4 separate regions of the Mus musculus genome follow, and all the other regions are linked to region 1. The links are chromatin contacts, called in public Hi-C, HiCAR-type and HiChIP or PLAC-seq maps. All regions are on one chromosome and are shown on one strand. Each heading gives the region's core, a stretch centred on a gene start, on an enhancer-like site or on the middle of the called end of the contact. The rest is flanking DNA. Distances are from core to core; before and after follow the strand shown.

Evidence for each region. A called contact is a pair of places that touch in the nucleus more often than the background predicts. HiCAR-type assays count read pairs that join an accessible place to other places. HiChIP or PLAC-seq counts read pairs in DNA pulled down with a chosen protein or histone mark.
Region 2: a HiCAR-type map of astrocytes shows a contact between it and region 1, with 3 times the contacts expected there. The contact joins the promoter of 4930579F01Rik here to the promoter of Rap1gds1 in region 1. A contact is called at or near these places in 1 of 39 promoter capture datasets (hippocampal neurons) and 1 of 115 datasets of contacts at active chromatin or transcription factors (astrocytes).
Region 3: a Hi-C map of Th1 cells shows a contact between it and region 1, with 3 times the contacts expected there. The contact joins the enhancer-like site here to the promoter of Rap1gds1 in region 1. A contact is called at or near these places in 6 of 39 promoter capture datasets (the 3T3-L1 cell line, hematopoietic stem and progenitor cells, hippocampal neurons and 2 more), 1 of 15 datasets of contacts at CTCF or cohesin (the NIH/3T3 cell line), 7 of 484 Hi-C or Micro-C datasets (CD4 T cells, CD8 T cells, the G1E-ER4 cell line and 4 more) and 7 of 115 datasets of contacts at active chromatin or transcription factors (the 230-238 cell line, astrocytes, bone marrow-derived macrophages and 3 more).
Region 4: an H3K4me3 HiChIP or PLAC-seq map of neural tube shows a contact between it and region 1, with 3 times the contacts expected there. The contact joins the enhancer-like site here to the promoter of Rap1gds1 in region 1. A contact is called at or near these places in 3 of 39 promoter capture datasets (hippocampal neurons, liver and neural stem cells), 1 of 15 datasets of contacts at CTCF or cohesin (pro-B cells), 2 of 484 Hi-C or Micro-C datasets (the G1E-ER4 cell line and cerebellum) and 6 of 115 datasets of contacts at active chromatin or transcription factors (astrocytes, embryonic forebrain, embryonic stem cells and 2 more).

What each region holds. Positions count from the first base shown.
Region 1 is chr3:139,072,281-139,077,087 of GRCm38.p6, forward strand. It overlaps Rap1gds1 (RAP1, GTP-GDP dissociation stimulator 1), which reads right to left and starts at 2,921. Exons shown (of 15, transcript NM_001040690.2): 1 at 2,756-2,921. The coding sequence starts at 2,759.
Region 2 is chr3:138,190,899-138,195,705 of GRCm38.p6, forward strand. 4930579F01Rik (RIKEN cDNA 4930579F01 gene) reads right to left here and starts at 2,933. Exons shown (of 9, transcript NM_001374685.1): 1 at 2,697-2,933.
Region 3 is chr3:138,540,433-138,545,239 of GRCm38.p6, forward strand. All of the region lies in intron 2 of Eif4e (eukaryotic translation initiation factor 4E), which reads left to right. Among named protein-coding and RNA genes, the nearest start is that of Mir1956, 16 kb to the left of the region's middle. Within about 2 kb of position 1,994, at least 35 of the 459 cell types and tissues checked have an H3K27ac peak or open chromatin away from gene starts, as enhancers often do. A contact at or near this core is called in CD8 T cells, the G1E-ER4 cell line and Th1 cells, where this site is marked.
Region 4 is chr3:138,557,833-138,562,639 of GRCm38.p6, forward strand. It overlaps Eif4e (eukaryotic translation initiation factor 4E), which reads left to right. Exons shown (of 8, transcript NM_007917.4): 8 at 1-1,864. Among named protein-coding and RNA genes, the nearest start is that of Mir1956, 34 kb to the left of the region's middle. Within about 2 kb of position 2,644, at least 12 of the 459 cell types and tissues checked have an H3K27ac peak or open chromatin away from gene starts, as enhancers often do. A contact at or near this core is called in neural tube, where this site is marked.

The DNA.
Region 1 (4,807 bases), core at 1,671-4,170:
AACTTTTCTTTTTAATCCAGCCAGGCAACCCAGGATGGCTTCAAACCCACCAGTCCTCTTGATCCTCCTGCCTCAGCCTTTCTTCCATTGTGGTGAGAATACAGGTGTGTGCCTTTACTCCTGCGACTCACACACTCATTTTTAGTATAGTTATTTGTGGCTCATATGGTTCTGGAGAGTATAGGAAACCGTAAGTGTGTTTGTATCACTCATTCTTGCCTCCCCACCGTACACTCCATAGGATGGAGTTTTGATCAATATTGGGTTGCAATAACATATACACTTATAGTAATTAAAGTCACAGCTGGGATCTGTGAGGTTATATAGAAAATATTCTTCATTTTCTTATGGAGAAAAGCTATTGCCATAAAAATACCCTTTAAGGGTTCCAGCTGGGACTCAAATATGCACAAGGCTCTGGGGTTTGCTACCCAAGACAACAAAAACAAAGCAGACTACCTAAAATAAATAAAATGCACCTTATTGATTTCTTTAAAAGACAGTTAAAAAATAATCCCTTCCCCCACCATTAATTAGTATATCTTAGGAGTTGTCTTAACTTCTGTGGCTCAGATATAAAATTATCTTCCAAGGTTTTAATGTTTTATTATTGTATATACCTCTCGATCATACAAAGACATCTTAATCACTGCAAACAGCATTATAGAAGGAAACTATATACCTAAGGTTGCCTTCAAAACCCACACCCTGCAATAATGTAACCAGTGTTTAGTGAAAGGCCTTACAGCAAGACATTTTCTATACTTCCATGTCTACCAATTCACGCCAACGTTTAGGGCCTACGTTTCAAGTTCAAGAGCAGAAAGTACATGCCAGTGTAAAGAATAATTTGGCCAAATTTTATTGAACACCTACTATGTGAAAACTCTCACAAAAGACACAAAACTTAAGACATAAAATGTCATCTTCTTGAACATAAAGTTAAATGCTCAAAACAACTAGATATGCAAATAACTCCATTAGACATTATGTGGGTGCTATTTAAACAAAACAACAAAACTTCTAACAAGGTACCCCAAGTGCTAACAGGAGGGAACATAAACAAGAGTTTCTGAGAAGCTTCAAAATAAAGTGGGTTTGTATTTGACTCTCCCCCCCCCCTTTTAAATCACCCATCAGCATTCAAGATTTGCAAGATTATTAAGTAACTTAATCTGTTTTAGGTATTTTTATTCCCTAATTTGCAACAACAGACCTTGGATATCCACCCCCACTGGGGGAAAAATACCGATTCAACATTTTGAACGTTTAGTTAAAATGAGCTTTAACTAAATCTCACCTTTAAAAAACTGAGACTTGTTTCTACACCAAACCTGTAAGTGTAATTAAAAACTTTCCAACACGCAGATTTTAATCTGTAATCTGGATTAGTATTCTTTTAAAATTCTATAAAGGGACGAACAAATGGGATACCGATTTTTTTTTTTTTTTTTATAGAAATGTTCCGACTGTCAGTGATACTCACTTGGAAGACAAACAAGTGAAAATAAAATTCAGGGGCATGGGTGTTTTGTTCTGCTTTGTTTCATTAAAACCACCTCCTTCTCCCCCAACGGTCCTCTTCCTACTAAATGACAAAGATCTGACTCAAAGCTAAGAGTATTTGGTCTTCCGGGAAAGGCTACCACATCATTTCTAGGATTCTGATACTTCCTGGAGGGTTCTGTATTGCCATGATCTAACTCTAAGCATTGAGCACTGTGTTGACAGATGAAAGGACCACACTCATAAATAACTTGCCCAGAAGGAGTGGGCAAAGTCCGTGTGGAGGGACGCCGAAGAAGCCAGTTTTTAAAAGGGGAAATTACGATAGACGCAAATTATGGAATAGAAGCAAACTGGGGAACGTGTACTGGACAGATGATCTAAGTTGTTACTATCAAAGGAAACTTTTCGCCCTTAATTACAGAAGAGATTTGTATCCGGTGCTTTTGTAATTATGCACAGGTAGGCAATATCTGAGGAGAATCTCACGTTCAAACATAAACAGTTTTATAAAACATTTGCATTGAAGTATCCATTCTTTTAGGATTAACTATAAGTACAATGGAACTAGAATCAGATTATACAGATTTAGGCAGGGGCAGCTGGGGCAGAACAGGCAGCATGTAAATTCCTTAACAATGTGTTACAGGGCACAGTTTCCAGCTACAGGAGAAATCCAGAAAACCGCTTGAGGACCGGAACTGTGCACGCCGTAGTCTCCCAACACTAATTCAACAGCTAGCGGCTCCCGCCAGCCTCGCGCTGCCCACGGCGGCGGCGGGCGAGTCGCCACCTCCACCTTGGAGACTGTCCGCTCGGCACTCGGCTGGCCATCGCCCTCCCAAACTACTTGCCGGCTCTCCCCGCACCGGCGCCGGCCGTCGGCAGGCCGGGGAGGGAGCGATCGCGCCCACGGGAAGGAAGTTCCGCCAAGTGGTCGGGCTCGCCGTGGGACCGAGCCTGCAGCACCGCGGCCTCCCAGCCCCGGGGACGCCCCGCGCGGCCCGGTGCCGGCAGGAAGCGTGGAGGAGGGGAGGCGAGCGCGGAGCCCGCCGCCGACCCCACCCCGTGCGCGACCCCGCCGGCCCGGCCGCCCTCGTGCGCCCGCCTTCCCCCTGGGAGGGCCGCCGCCCCGCACCTCGCGGACCCGGGGACCCCGGCAAGTTTGCAGGAGAGATGCACTGCCACCCTGCAGCACGCCGAGGGGGAGAAAAGAAAATGTCAGGCGATGACGGCCGGCAGGACTCACCCATGTTCCTCCCACAGAGTGAGGACCGGCAGGGCGAGGCGAAGGGTTCGGGTGCGGGCGGCGCGGCTCAGCGGCGGCGGCGTCCTCCCTCTACCTCCGCGTCTCCCGCAGCCAGGGAGGGACCCGCGGGGGGCGGCCGCCGGGGAGGAGCAGCGGCTGCGGCTGCGGGCGGCGCGGCCGCGGCGGGGACGAGCGGCGGGGGGCGGGGCGGGGCGGGGCGGGGCGGCCGGGCGCAGCCTGCGGCGGGCGCGGCTGCGAGCGAGCGAGCGAGCGAACGTGCGGGCGGGCGGGCGGGCGGGCTGGCGCGGAGGCGCCGAGCCGTCCTGAGGAGCGCCCTCCCGACGCGCGGCCGAGCGCCCCGCCCTCTCCGCCGAGCGCCCCGCCCTCTCCGCCGAGCATGCTCAGTGCGGCCAGTGCTGCCTCCTGCCCACGGCCGGCGAGGCTTAGCCCGCCGGGGGCTGTGCGTCTACAGACCGGAGCGGTACAGCTCGGTGGCTGTTGCTCGAGGGGCGGAAGCAGGGCTCAGATCTCCGGGCTGCTGGGACGGAGCCTCCCGGGAGGAAGTCTCAGCCCGGAGCGTGCCTGGCAGCGCACGCCCCAGGCGAGCATGTGCGGGGTGGCGGAGCAGGAGGACGTAGATGTCCGCGGGCGCGTCCCCAGGGCGCATCAGGCTGTCCTGCGGGGCTGGCGGGAAAGCCGGTCCAGCGGAGAGCGGTCGCAAGGTCACCCTCGGCGAGCCAGTGCCTAAAGCCCTTTAACCCGTCGGGCGGGACCCTACAGGCTGTGTCCGCCGCACTCCGGCTGTGCCAGGGAGGAAAGACGTGCTGAGATCAGAAACACTGAAAGTCCACCTACGGGCGGGGGTAACTCGGTGGATGACGAGCCGCCCGGGGACTGTGACCGAAATGCTCCCACATGCTCTCGCGGGGCTCGGGGTCCCAGACTGGGCTCTGCACCAAGAAGAGGCAGTAGGATTTCTCTGTGTAGCCCTGGCAGTCCTGGAACTCACTTTGTAGACCAGCTGGCCTGGAACTCAGAAATCCGCCTGTGAAAAACCAAAAAAATAAATAATAATAATAACGTAAAATAAAAGAAGGAGGGGGAGAAGGAAGAAGAAGAGACAGTAGGAGACCTGCACGTGTCCTGACCCCTGCCTGCCTGGACTTTATCCCAGGCCTGTGGCGATCTGTAGGAAGAGGAGCTGCAACTCTTGCTGCCAGAAGGGGCTGTTTCTTCATCTGTGACTCTCACAGACCAGTCGCTAATATTACAGGCACAGATCACAAGAGCATCTCGATATGTTAGGTACTGGGATTTTATGTGATTTTTTCTGAAATAAAAATGCAACATAATTAAAGACAGGTGTGATCTATTTACAGCAGCTCAGGCATAGACTGATACAGATGTTAAACACCCGTTCTTGGAAGAAAACTACTCTTCCTGTTTGCCTATAATTCATCTTGCAGAAGGCTGTTAGGATTGTTGTAATAATCTCTATACACAGGGTTCAAACAAAATTACTGAGCATCTGGGGCCCAGAAGACAAACCAGGGCAGGACCACACATCTTCTGAGGGTACCTCTTCCTTGCCTTGTAGCAATATGACTCTAGCTTTCACATATTTTCCCTACGTGCTTATGTGTCCAGTTTTCCCTTATTTATAAGGACACTGGTCATGAAGATCGGGAAGGCCACTCCCAATCTTGACTCTGGTGTCTGCAATGACCTGATTTCTGAACAAGGTCACATTCCGATGTCTTAGGGATTTCTGCTCGATGGCTGGGCACAGTTCAGTCAGTAAGACCACCCCCCCCCCCAAGTCTACAAACATGCACGTGCCTTGTTCTGCTTCTTTTTCCCAAATGTTTGCAAAAGACCATGCTAGGTCTTTCTATTGCTTCACATGGTTGATCTCTCTCTCTCTCTTTCCTTAATTTTCACAAATGTCTTCTACATTCTCTGTTTCAAGTTGCTTTAAGTTTCCTGTTACTTCCTTTGCTAATTACATATCACAATAATTTCAGGGTATGTCTAGCTTTCATTTGCATGTAT
Region 2 (4,807 bases), core at 1,683-4,182, 880 kb before region 1:
CTGAAAGTCCAAGAGAAATTTATACTTTTGGAAATGCAGTTGATTAATAATAAACTAAAGTTGTACTTTAGTGAAAATAAAAATAAATGTAACTTAAACCAGAAAAGAAACAAAGCAAACCTTTGTCCTAGTGGCCCCCACTTTTCTCCCCCACCTCACGCTCATGCTGTGAATCCTCGTTGCCTCCCGTGTTTATTAAACGTCTTTCTAGAATCTGTGAATTGGTTTAGAATCATATTTTCCTTTCAAAGTTTTACTGTATAGCAGATAAGTCTGAATGATAATTTCCTAAGAACGATAAACTCATAAGAAATGAAAGTATGATAATCCTCATGTCTACATACATTTACAAAACAAGTTTAACATAAAAAGAACACTCTTAGTTTTTTATTGATTATTTTATGCTTTCCTTGCATGTGTGTGTGCCCCATGTACATGCAGTGCCTTGGAGGCCAGAAGAGGGCACCAGATTCCTGGGACTGGAGCTACAGACAGTTGTAAGGCACCATGTGATGGCTGGGAACAGAACCTGGGTCCTCTAGAAGAACAGCCAGTGTGCTCAGCTGCTGAGCCATTGCTCCAGTCCTGAGTGGATTAATAAGAGATTAATGGTAGTAGAGGCCAAGAAATAAGTTACTTAATTATTGGATAAATATCTTTACTGGAAAATGAGTAATGGCATTCATTTCCAGTAAGGACAGTGAGTCTTTTTGCTGAACTCAATATTAGAGATATTTGTTAGTGCTAAACTGACTGACATGTACCATAGATGAATTCCATAAACAAAGTTATGATCACTTCTATGCATAAGCCATGAATTAGTTAGCAAGTAACATATAAAATCTTATGATGCATAATGCCTGGGGTGGGGGTAGAGGGTGTGTGTGGGAGGGAGGGAGGAGAGAGACAAAAAGACCAGGAGACAGAGAGATGGGATGGGAGGTGGGGGATGGGGGAGAAGCCACATATTCATTTGTAGTATTTCAAAGGTACTTACTGCATGCTACAGAAAACAATCCCCAGATTATTTTCCCTATGTCAGATGGTCACACAGAAGACATGTCTGTATTACATAAGTACACATCTCAAATCATGGGGAAGCAAAATACTAAAAGCTACCAGCTCAACTGTGGTGTCAGGGATTGTGCCTTGCATGGGCTATAATTCCAGCCAGTCCAATCAAGTTAGCATAAGCAATAGAGAGTGGTCTAGAACTTAACCTTGTTCTGTATTAACTTTTATTAAAAATAAGATCATTTGTAAACACACAAGGACTTTAGTTATTCTTAGTAAACATCTCGGCTCTTACTATTTATACTATTTATTTATATATTTATACTATTTATATATTTATTTATATATTTATACTATTTATAAAACCTGCCTAAGACTTCTTCACTAGGCCAGCAGACCCAGGAGATTTCCTGAGAGAGAAGATCCATGAGTTCTGTTTGTACCCAGAGATGCTCCCACGGCTATCATGTTGAGAGGGAAATGTGAAGACTGTGTGCGGAATTTAGTTGCACATCACATTCGTCATTCCAAAATCTACAGCTGAGGAGATGACTCAGCACTTAAGAGAACTCGCTGCTCTTGCCAAGGACCCAGACTCGTTTCCCAGGACCTACACTGGGCAGCTCAAAACTGCCTACAAGGCCAACTTCAGCGTATCTAAAGCCTTCTGGCTTCCACAGCTCTTTGTGCACGTGATGCATACCCATACATTCAAGTAAAACTTTGTGTGTGTGTGTGTGTGTGTGTGTGTGTGTGTGTATGTATGTATATATATTTAATATAAATTAATTGACAGAAGTTTCAAAGATACTTCCGAAAGCAAAATTTCCTTTCTTGTGGTCTCTTGATTCTACCCATGTATCAGTAAATTATCGAATTTTATTTAAAATAAGGGAAATACAATCCTCCAAAGAGAAGGATTGGTGAAAAAACCCAGTTAATGTTATTCAGAAAAAATGCCCTGCCCATTTGCATAAAATATTAATACCCTTAAGTTCAAAATAGTACACACATAGCACACGGGTTTACAAAGGGAACAGACAGGATAAGGAGGCACTGTAAGTCACGTGCGGTGGCCATCTTGTACAGCTGTTGCTGGAATCATGAACACTGCTCTCCCACTCTTCCAGCCCAGAACACACCACAGTTGTTCCTGGGACTTCTTCTCATACAGGATGTATTGTTCTGGGTATGCACTTTCTCCAAAAGGAGTCCTAACACCCCCTTGTAGCAATCCCCATTGTCACCCCAGCCTCACCACCTTCTAACCCCTTTTCTTCTTCAAAGCACTCTTCATAGCACCTGCTCCTCCCTGCGTTTTGTTTTTAAACATGTCACTTCTTCATGGCTCCTTTCAATAGGGTGTCATCATCAGGCGTGCCTTGATTTACCCCGGTGTTTCATCTTCTTTCCTGCTGTGCACACACCTGGTATAAACTCAACAATTGCTGTTAAATGGGCTAGCAATTTTTCCCCACAAGATAAATGTCTCTATGAATAGTGCAGTGCTGTTAGTACGGACGGTCTCCTCAATATAAGTGACTAACTTTAAAAGACAGCATCCTTTTTTCTCAAAATGGCCTACTTGGTTCTTGTATGCCTTAAAAAGCATATTTGAGACTCATAAGTAAGCATACCCGAGATGTTAGCAATTGTTTCTAACGATGAATAGAAAATTATACCTGAGAACGGCTTTAAAAGCAGATAATTTAACTGATAGAAGCTCAGGTCTGCCGATGGCCTTCCAGCCTCATATTGGGTCTCGGCTGAATTTTGTTATTTCCTTAAATCTCGGACTTAAGGAGATTTTATCGATGGAAACAGCTGACTGTCTGATGCCTCCAAAAGAGCAAAGCGGTGTCTCTTCAGTTTCTCCCACTCACACTCCAATGGGTCCAGGTGCCTGCCTCCCTGGTTGTGAGGAGATAGGTTAGCAACGGATCAGCATTGTGGGAAATCTAAGTTCCAGAACTCTGTAACAGCCATTGCTCCAGGCCGCTTGTTACACAGCTTCACTAGCATGGCACAGTGCATCTCTTGCTGGTTTCAGACGGGGTATGGTGGATGTGCTGCGGATCTCAGGAAAAGAGGAAAGGGAGAAAGTCAGCCCAGTGCGTGCTATGTGACAGAAACAGCGGTGGCAGTGGGGTTGCTGGGAAGGCCTCCCAGTCATTGTGAAAGGACACCATTTGAGTCTCAGGGGTGGGAAGAGGCGGTCTCAAGGCGGGGGAGGGAGGTTGAGGAAAAGAGAATAACAGAGTACCCATAACAGGAAAGGGGAGGGCTCGGAGAGCAAGCGGGCGGGGCAGAAGGAGAGGGGAGGGGCATGGTGAGGGAAGGGATGGTGGAAAATAAAGGAACAAAACAAGGTATGTATTAAAGAACGTCACAATGAAATCCATTACTTTGTATGCATGATTAAAAATAAATTAAGGAGAGTGAGAGGGAGGAAAAAAAATGAGGAGAAGCTGGGTGTGGTGACCCAGTCCTATAGTTCCAGCCTTTGGGAGAATTAAACAGAAAGATTGCCCGGGCTACAGAGTAGGACCCTATCTGAAAAATCAAAGTGACAACAAATAATGGGCAAAGTTCCTCGGATGTCTAACAAACTTCTCAGGAGTGATTAGCGAGTAACAGCAAGAAATGCAGCGCTTGTGTTCCTGAGCTCCTAGAAACAGCATTTTAACTCTTTACCGTTTACTGTCTTGTAATGTGCTCACTCCCTCTCCACCCCTTTCACATACACCCCCAACAGCTCCACCATCCTTACCACAAGGTCTTCATAGAATTGGCAGCATTCTGTTCCATCCGTCAACCTCCCAACCCATGAGCTGAACATACCTTGTTTTCTTTGTATGTCAGCTGGTCTCTTACATTTTATTATAGCAACATGAAGCTGACTGGGGCATAACATACATTAAGAATGTTTACATGTGCCGGGCAGTGGTGGCACATGCCTTTAATCCCAGCACTTGGGAGACAGAGGCAGGGGAATTTCTGAGTCTGAGGCCAGCCTGATCTACAGAGTGAGTTCCAGGACAGCCAGGGCTATAGAGAGAAAGCTTTTCTAGAAAAACAAGCAAAACAAAAACAAAACAAAACAAAAAGCAAAGAATGTTTATATGTGTAGCATAAACAATCGTGTTGTGGGGCATCCACAAGAGAAGACTGCTCAGATGTGGGTTTAAGCCAATAGAAAGTCTTATTAGTCAGCCTACAACCCACACCAAGTGTCTGGGATCCCAGTGTAACTCCAAGCCCTTCTTAGGGTAAGCCTTTAAGCACACACACACACACACACACACACACACACACACACACACACACACACACACACACCACACACACACACACACACAAAACCATGTCCCGGGTGAACATACTTCAGCACTTTAGCAAGGACTCTTAGCCTGAAGCAGAACTACAGAAGCCAAAAGGCAAGGTCAGTACGTTTTGTGACTTTCCTGGAATTATGGCCTTTGATGGATTAGGTCTTTGTTTTAGTTTTGGCAAGTGGTGCTGAGTTTTACAACCTGAGTGGAATTTTTATCATGGAGTCAGTTGTGCTAAGGTCTGGGGGGGGCTACTAAGGTCTAGTTCCCTGCTTCAACCGGAAAACAGATGAGAGTTACAAAAGCAAAACTATGGACATGCATAATTAATAGGTCTTCATTGGTGACAAGAAATAAGCAAGCTGAAACTATCTCATAACACCAGCGTTCTGGAGTATATGTAGACCATGAGAATTCACATCAAATATTATTAGAATTATAAATTGGTACAAACTCATAAA
Region 3 (4,807 bases), core at 744-3,243, 530 kb before region 1:
GGCTTGGAAAACAAAAGTTGTTAGATGGAGCATTGCTTATAGCCACAGAATGATAGGTGAGCATTATAAATACATCAAACACTATTTCTTTTTCCTCTTTCGATCTTTAGTGTGGTGCTTGACTTCATTATCCATTATATTCCTCATCAATAAATAGTTCAGCTCCATATTATGTTCTAGCCATTCAATAGTTTATCAAGGCAGAAAAATACAGAATACAGGCCAGAAGTATTGAAGCTGCAGAACAGGAAAGAAGGGAGCAGGACAGCCACAGTAGAGTGACTTCAGTGCTGGGCTTTTTGCTCTGGGAGGGATAAAGTGATTCCTTCTAGTGGCTGGCTACCCAGAGGTATTAAGTACACATTATTCAGAGAGGAGAGGTGAGCAGGATGTATCATAGTTCTTTCCTCTTTTCAAAATCATAACATACGCAGTACAATCTCTACACATATAGCAATACCTCAAATATTCGAAGAATAGAAAGCCATGTGTCTTAGGGTTTTACTGCTGTGAACAGACACCATGACAAATGCAACTCTTATAAGGACAACATTTAATTGTGGCTGGCTCACAGGTTTGGAGGCTCAGTCCATTATCATCAAAGTGGGAGCATGGTAGCATCTAGGCAGGCGTGGTGCAGGAGAAGCTGAGAGTTCTACATCTTCATCTGAAGGCTACTATGAGGAGATGCACTTCCAGGCAGCTGGGATGAGGGTCTTAGAGCCCACACCCACGACGACACACCTGTCCCAACAAGGCCACACCTCCTAATAGTGCCACTCCTTGGGCCAAGCATATACAAACCATCACACCATGAAACCATACAATTAGTTTTGTTTGTTTGTTTGTTTGTTTGTTTAAGAAATGGTAAAGGAAGAGGTGGAAAGGTGGTTTGGTGGTATAGACTTCTACAATACCTGAGTTCAGTTCCCAGCATCCACATTGATACAGTTTGTAACACCAGCTCCAGGAGGGATCCAATGCCTCTGGCTTTGGGCACTGCATTCATGTGCACATAACCCATAAGTTTTGTTGTTTTGTTTTTAAAGAGGATTAAAGTTTATAATTCTGGAACCATTCCAGATACAAGGACATGCCAGGTCTGTAATAGAAATGCCCAAAGATTTGTCCCTGGTACATTCATTGAGAACTGACAGTGGTGGAAGGAAGGCTTTGCATCTATTGGTTCATCTGGACCCAGCAGTGATAGGTGCTGTAATACCCATCTGATGAAGAGAAAAAGAAGGTTCAGAAAATGTTACATTCTCAGAATTATACAAAATGAATGGCAAAGCTGGGGTTCCAGATGGCTGTAGATATGAATTGAGCCCAGCATATCCCACATAGTGGTGAAAAACTTGTGTTGTTGATAGAAGTCAGATTTAGTGAAGTGCACTTGGATGGTAGAGTCTCATCTGACCTCTGCTACCTAATCTTTTTGAGGCCAGCTTTTTTGAGACCTTGGCTCTAAAAAAAAAAAAAAAAAAGGTACTGCTTTTACAAATGACATGTACTCTGAAAAATGTATGTGACTGATTTTAGTAGATATATAATTACTGTAAAATGCAGTAAATGTTTCCAAATGTTTGCTTTACATTTCAATAGCTTAACTTCCCTGTCGACCATCACAAGTATGTAGACCAGCAGTAAATATAGTGTGCAGGTCGCACTTGGAGTTACTGCTTTGAATCTAGGAAAGCCATGTGCCAGGAAAGCCGTGGACTGAACGGAGGAATTTTGTACACTTCAAATGAAGATTAAAAGTTGTGTGATCTTCCCTAAAATGAAAGAGAAAGCCTCAGTTCTTTGTGGGATGGAGGTAGTAGTCACCAATCAGGGGCTTGGAGGGCAATATTCATTTCCAGAAAAGATGGTTTAAATGCATATTCACATTGCAAGTTGGTGACAGTTTGAATATTAAAACCTTATACCAGGTTTTAAGCATACCAGGATTTTGTGAACCGACACAAAATTGATGTGATGAAAGTGAGACTAAAATTTCATCACATTTATTAGAGAAAACAGCTGCAGGAAATACTTAGCCAAATAACATTAGGACTGTGACACATTGATAGTATTAACTTGTTGGTGTGATAGTTTTTTTACAGAATGTTGAGAAGGCTTGAGGTTTTGCAGCTAGCTGTTGGATTTGTCCTGCTCTTGCAAGGCTTTTCCTTTTTTTTTTTTAATTTTATTTTTTACAACTTTCTGCTGTTGGTACAGCAGCTTACTCAAGCACATTACTGAACATTGTATGTGACCCATATAAACTCAGCTGATCTAAAACCAGGCTACCCTTTGTGTTTGAACTGACGATATTTTTCTCTTCCCTTACTTGCCACTGATATTTAATCTCTTTGATCTGCTAGTTAGTGGCTTCCACTGCTTACCCAACAGCTGAGGCGTGCTTTCTTAGCTTGACATCCGAGGCCTTCACAGTCACTGCAGTATACCATCCAAACTCACCCCACTTTCAGGGACTTTGGATATGATCTTCTAGAGAGTAAACATAACACCATCCTATGGTTTTATTCTTCCTTAAGGTCTACCCTTGTGTAATGCACTTATTATTTTATTCTGTGACCTTTCAAGGGCAGGCTGTCAATTAGGCTAAAATGTGTTAGATTATTTTGAGAGTAGCCATCTATTAAGTTAGCCTTTACTTTTTGTCCAAATGATTCACTTTACTTTAAAACAACTTTTATGAATTACTTTTTAAATTTTATGTGCATTGGTGTTTTGCCTCCATGTACGTCTTTGTAAGGGTGTTGAATCTCCTGGAACTGGAATCACAGATGGTTGTGAGCTGCCTGTGGTTTCTGGGAATTGAACCTAGGCCCTCTGGAAGAACAGCCAGTCAGTGCTCTTTACCCTTGAACCATCTCTCCAGCCTTGGATACATCCAAGAAGTTTGAAGCTTGTTTTTAAACATTTTATAAATGCAATACAGTCCTAGCATCTGTACTCTGTAGGAAACAACCTTAAAAATAAGTTTGTATTTAGCTGCATGTCGTGGCATATAGTTTTAATTCCAGCATGCAGAATGCAATAGTGGGCACGTCTTCCAGTCCAGCCAGGGCTACCCTGTCTCAAAAAAAAAAAAAAAAATTTAAGGGCTGGAATGATGCTTTTGTGGTTAGGAGCACTGGTAGCTCTGCCAGACAACCTTGCTTCCCAGCACCCACACTGCCATCTGTAATTTTAGGTCTAGGGGACCTGATGTGGCTATTGTGCACATAAATATAGTGCACATACATATGTGCAGGCAAGACACTCATATACATATAAAGTAAATCTAAAAACTTTACATGGGATAATTTGTATCTCAATGCTAATTGTGGTTAAGTCTTTGCCTGATAACTGTTATCTGAATTGTCTTTAGACTTAAAAATCTTTTGAATATTTAGTCACTTAAATTCTTTACCATGCAATATTTGATTAATTGGTAGATTGTGAGCTTAATACATAGGCTCAAGATTGTGTTCTCTCTGAAGAGTGAAGTTTTATTTCTGGAGGCTGTTAGTCTATAGATAGAAGTCTTGACACTATCAAGATTTGTTTTATATTTAAGACTTAGACCTTACCCATAGTGCCATGACTTTTATTCCTATGATATGACTTTCTTCTGGTTTAATCTGGAAGCTGAAAGAGACTCTGACTATAAGGACTTGAATTTCCCCTGAAATTCAAATTTCACTGTGCCCCAGAGAATTTGACTGTGTTCTCTGTAAACTGCACAAAGTCACACTATGACACGCCCTCCGAGTCACCATAGGACCGAGGATCTATCTATGCATGGCTTTTTGTGGCTCACTTTTCTGCCCCTCATTCTGTCTAGTGCATTGTTAGCAAGTCCATCACCGCTATTCCCCTCTCCAAAACCATGGAGCCCCCACCTAGTGTGTGTCTGTACAGCACTGTGATTCTAAGCTAGTCAGGGAGAGCATGCTGTTCAGAGCACTCTGCTCTTTGAATACTTAAGTTGGCTACTGAGGACATGTTAATGATTTTACTCATTAAGGAGTTGACTATATGTAAATTTTAGGGTCTTGGTTAGTCTATATACATGTTTACATTTGTTTAGTTACTAAGTTCATAATTTATGCTTAAGTACCATGGCCGCTGGTAATCTAGTGAGCAAAATCAAACATAGTTAATGTGTTTGTGTATGTGAGGGTGGGGTGAATATCAAGAGAACTTGTAGGAAGGAGCCTTCTACGACGTGGGTGCCCAGGGTTTGAAATCAGGTTCACAGACTTGGTAGGGAACATTTAACCTGCCAAGCTATCTGACCAGCCTCTTTATTTTTAAGATGGTGTCTGTCTTAGTGTGTTTATTGTGGTGTATGCATGTAATGCTGTCTGTACCCATACCTGTTTAACGTAGTCTCAAAGCTAGCTAGCTTACAGGCCAGCTAGCTTACAGGCCAGCTAGCTTACAGGCCAGCTAGCTTTGAGACTGAGTGGTTCTTCTGCCTGTTTCTCATCTCATCTGAGAAATAACTGGACTCAGATGCTCGCCACCATGTTGGACGATATGTAAGTTCCAGGGATAGAACTTTGAACATCAGGTTTGGGTTTGTAGTATCTGATCCCTGAATAATTTTTATGGATGCAGAGAATAAAGCTTCTGAACATATTACAGGCTGCTTTAAAAAGTATGTTTTAAATTGAGTAGTTGAAGTCTTTTAGCACATACAGTACTTGTCTCGGGTCAGTTTAAAGCTGATAGATAGTTGCACTGGGAGTATAATTCAAGTGTTATCTAAGGCATACAAGAAAAGGCTTAGGTTTGATGCCTAGAGCCG
Region 4 (4,807 bases), core at 1,394-3,893, 510 kb before region 1:
GTGTATCACCATTTGATACATTAAGATTTAAATAATTTCATAGCTTCTGTCAGATACAGAGTATGAACTTGTGAATAATTCTTAATCACATAAATCACACACTCCCTGAAGATGTAATAAATAGGTTGTAGTACATTAGATTCTAAATTCCAGTTAGACTCAGCTACAAGCTAGGCATATAAACAGCCAGCAAAGCTAGTCACAAATAACCATGGAGACTAAGGTACAGGGTTAAAGTATGAATGTTTTTATTGGTGCTCTAAATCACCATCTAAGATAGATGGTAGTGTTCAACTTGACAGAAATAGACGTTCTTGAATGCTGCTGGAGTTGCATTTAAAAGGTTAAATTTAGTAAATGGCCTGTATGGTGGGTACATATCTGTAATCACAGTGCTGAGATGGAATGACCATAAGGCCAACCTGGGTTACGTAAACCCTTTATCAAAAAGACAAGGACCAGGAATGTGCTTCATTGAGAGTGCTTGCCAAGCATGTACTATGTTCTGTGTGTGATTGCCAGCACTGTCAGGAAGATGAGGTGTAGTGTTGGGTCTCTGTGTATCACGTTTCTCATGACACCCAGCTTTGTATTCTCAGTGTGGAGTATTATGGGGCAAGTGGATAGATATTCTCATTTGGCACCAGCCCTCTAAATACACATCAAATTGATGAGTATACCTTGAGGCCAGCCTGGTCCATAATGCTAGTTCTAGGACAACTAAGGCTACACAAACCCTGTCTCGAAACATTGAATCCAAATGAATCCCACTGTGGGAGGATGCCTGAAAGCCAGTGCATACAAATGCCACTTTGTAACATCCCCTCCCCTCCAGCTGTGGTCATGCCAGTCGTGGGTTTGGTTTGGTTTGGTTTTTTAATGTGTATGCATGCATGTTTTGTATCGTGTGGTGCCTGAGGTGGTCAGCAGAGGGCATGAAATCCCTGCAACTGAAGTTAATTACTTAGCACAGTTGTGAGCCACCATGTGAGTGCTGGGAGTCAACTGGATCTTACACAAAACCAACGACTCTGCTTACTGCAGAGCCATTACTCCAGCCCCATGGCTCTTGTTTATGTGATGGTATGTTCATTTGTTTTTCATGACAGGCTTTCTATAAGCCCAGGCTGTCCTGGAACTCACTGTAGACTAGGCTGGGCACCAGAATAAGTGCTGGGATTAAAGGTTGTGCCCCCAACACTGCCCGGTAGTACTTTGATTTTCTTTCTTTGGGGGAGAGGGGAGCTTGGTGTAGTGGTGCCTGCCTTTAATCCCAGCACTCAGGAGGTAGAAACAGGCACAGCCTGATCTACAGAGGCTAGCCTGATCTACAGAGCTATATCTAGGACAGCCAGGGCTATACACAGATTATATAAATTTTGTTATTTTGAGACAGGTTTTCTCTGTAGCCTTGGCTGTTCTGGAACTCATTCTGTAGACCAGGCTGAGCAACTGCCTCTGCCTCCAGAGTGCTGGGATTAAAGGTGTTCACCACCACTACCCCTACCCAGTTTTGTATTCTCAGATTAAGACTCCATGGTCTAAATGTCTAGATGGCAATAAATATTTAAATCAATGTAAAAATCACTTGTAGAAAAAACGAAAAACACCGTCTTAAAACTCAAATGGGAGAACTTGCTTATTACCTGTATTTTTTGTGGGTTTTTCTTTTTCTTTTGAGCTTAGGTTCTACACAGCCCAGAATGGCTTTAAACCTGCCTCAGCCTCCCAAATGTTGGGATTACAGCTGTGTGCCTGCTTGTTTGTTCCTTTTGAGACCTGGTGTCGTTTCATATCTCCGGCTGTAATGGAAGTCAGATCCATCTTATTGCAGAGGATTGGAATTAAATGCGTTCACTACCGACCTTGCTTGCTTTTTTTGGGGTGCGGGGTGGGGGGGATTCTCTAATTGACAAAATGGGGCTTTAAGAAGATTTTTAGTTCTGGCAAGTACTTAATGGGAGTCTCCTGGTGATGGGAGTAAAATGTAGGCTACTCTAAAATGGCAAACAGGCATTTAGAACATGTGCAGTGGTATACCTCTTCTTGACTTACGTGGACTATTCGTGTAATGTTGCTGGAAATTTCAGGGAACAGTTGTGCAGAAAATACTTGGTATGTGTGTGAAGAAGCACTGAAGAGGCCGAGGCCAGAAGATGGACATTTCCAGCACATAGCTAACTCGGCTGCATACTTCCATAATGTGTACTATACATAGCTCCTGTCTCAGAATGGAGTTTAGCTTCGGATTCTTTAAAGGCTACTTACATTCTACATTTTGAGACAGTACTTAAGTGCCATTTGTCTTTTTGCCATTTAAATTTGCCTAAATATTAGAAAATTAGTCTGTCAGTGACTTCTAATAAATCTGCCTTTTACTGTGGACACAAATGCCCTGGCAGCCTCACCTGTGACTGTCTAAGGTGTTGCCCGATGATTTGGGATCCTTGGGATCCAGGTACTGCTTTCTGAAGCTGTGATAGGTTGTGAAGTATGATGATGTGTGAGTCAGTGGGGTCGAGCATGGGAGTCACTGACTGGGTGGCTACTTCTGCCAGTTCCTGCACAGCCACATCTCAAGTGCCTGTTTGCTCTTGGTGGGTAGCGGCAGTCCTGCACACACAGGCAGCACATTCCACCATCTCCCCGAGTTCTGTTCCACTATTGTTGCTACATTGTTTCTCAAGTGGGCTTTTAAGGTCTTGAATGACATGGAGTTACTTTCAGACAAGTATCTGAAGAGCAGTTGTTTGACAGCAGTTAAGAGTTACTGTTCCTTTTGAATCAGGTAGTGAGATGCACCAGACGGTGCCTGTCTGCAGAGATGAAAGCATAAAGCATTGTTTTGCAAAGTTTTTCTTACAAGTTACAATAAAAAGTACGTTTTGTTTCATGACCCCATTTGTATACGTGTATATAGTAAAAAGGTATCACATGTGAGGAGATGTTTTCTGTGCCAGTCTTTCTCTCTTCTCTGTTGCCATTGATATCCATGGAGTACACCATAAAAGGTATCCATGCGGTAATGGGGCAGTGGAAGTTCTAAGGAAGTCTGTCGAAGTGTTTTATTACGGTGAAGGAACTCCATGACCATGGCAAGGCATTTCATGGGACTTGCTTACAGTTTCAGAGGTCTATTTCATCATCGTGCCAGGGAACATGGCTGCATGCAGGAAGAGACACTTAGATTCCAAGCACTCACCTAAAAGCTAAGTGTGGCAATGTACAAACACATTTGCAATCCCAGAACAGAGGGTCCCTTTGTGTTGGCCAGCCAGTCTAGCTGAAACAAAAAGACCCTATGTCAAGAAATAAGCCCTCATAAAAGGCTGTGGGAAAGAGCCTTCTGGGAGCTGACCTGTGACCCCCACCCCCACCTCCCCCAGGCCTGCATTTACACAAATACAAAGTATTTTTAAAAGGACTCTCTTACAATGAGAATTTGAAGCTATTGTGAAGGAAGGACTTGGCTGAATCTGTTGTGTGGAAAATGGTGTATTCATTCTCTCCATCCCGTCCTTTACCTTGGCACCCTACCATGACAAAGCATCCTAGTGTTTGGTGCATGTACATATATGCAGGCAAGCATTTATACAGATAACACTTTTTTTTTTTTTTTTTTTGGTTTTTCGAGACAGGGTTTTTCTGTGTAGCCCTGGCTGTCCTGGAACTCACTCTGTAGACCAGGCTGGCCTCGAACTCAGAAATCTGCCTGCCTCTGCCTCCTCCTAAGTGCTGGGATTAAAGGCGTGTGCCACCACCGCCTGGCCACATAACACTTTTAATAAACATTTTCTTGTTCCATTTATTTCAGAACAGACGTTTTTATTTTGCCAAACTGATGATAATCTTCAACTGTCACTGCCTACTTTGATCATTGCACTGTCCAGTAGGAGAGCCTTCAAGCTGGCTGGTTTCCCTTCCGCCATGTTTGTAATCATTCTTTGAATTTACTTTCGGGGTCCAAATGGGTTTCCTAGGTTCACCTGGGCTCATCTTGTGCCTTGCCTACTCCAGTCCTGAAATTTTCTCCATGGAGGTCTCATGCCTTGAGTGTACAGAATGTAGGCCGTTGATGTTCCTAAGCTAAGTGTCCTTGCTGGTTATGTTTTCTCTGCAGATGGAGCTAGATGGAAGTATATATTTGTACATACCCATATACACTACTGTTTGTATAAGCCTTAATACATGTTGGCACCCACTCCTGTAATGCAAAGTGTCACGTGATTCATTTCTACCTCGTGCTAGGGCCCATGACTGCCCTTAACCCCGCCCCCTTATTATTTTTCTCTTCCTCTCTGCCCCCCTCCTTTTCTGTATCCTTTTACTGCTTCCATTTCTCAAATCCTGCTTTATATGACTTTATAAGAATTCTTTCCTTTTCGCCCCCCTCTTTTATCTTGAGATATCAACTGCTAACACTAGTTTGATGAAAAAATAAAAATTTCATCTCTTGATTATAAGTTTTCACACTCTGGAGGAGTTTTCATCTGTTGGTAAGTTTTCTTTGCTTTTTCATTTGATTACTGATTTCATTTGGTTTCATGCATTTTTCAACTTTGCTGTTGCTAGACTTGTGCACCATAGCAATCATACATGTACTTCTCTGAAGTCTGTTGCTGGGCTGCCTCAGCTTGTGCTCTGTGCAGTCTGAGATGCTGTGAGTAGTTTAGACCATTCCAAACCCATCCTGCTTCCACTTACGAGGTTTTGACTTTATGTGGGGCAAAGGTAATACATAGTGTGTGGGAACCTCTTGGAATTCTTATCTGGGCTAGTGAACTGCAGTGAGCAACCCTCTTGAAAT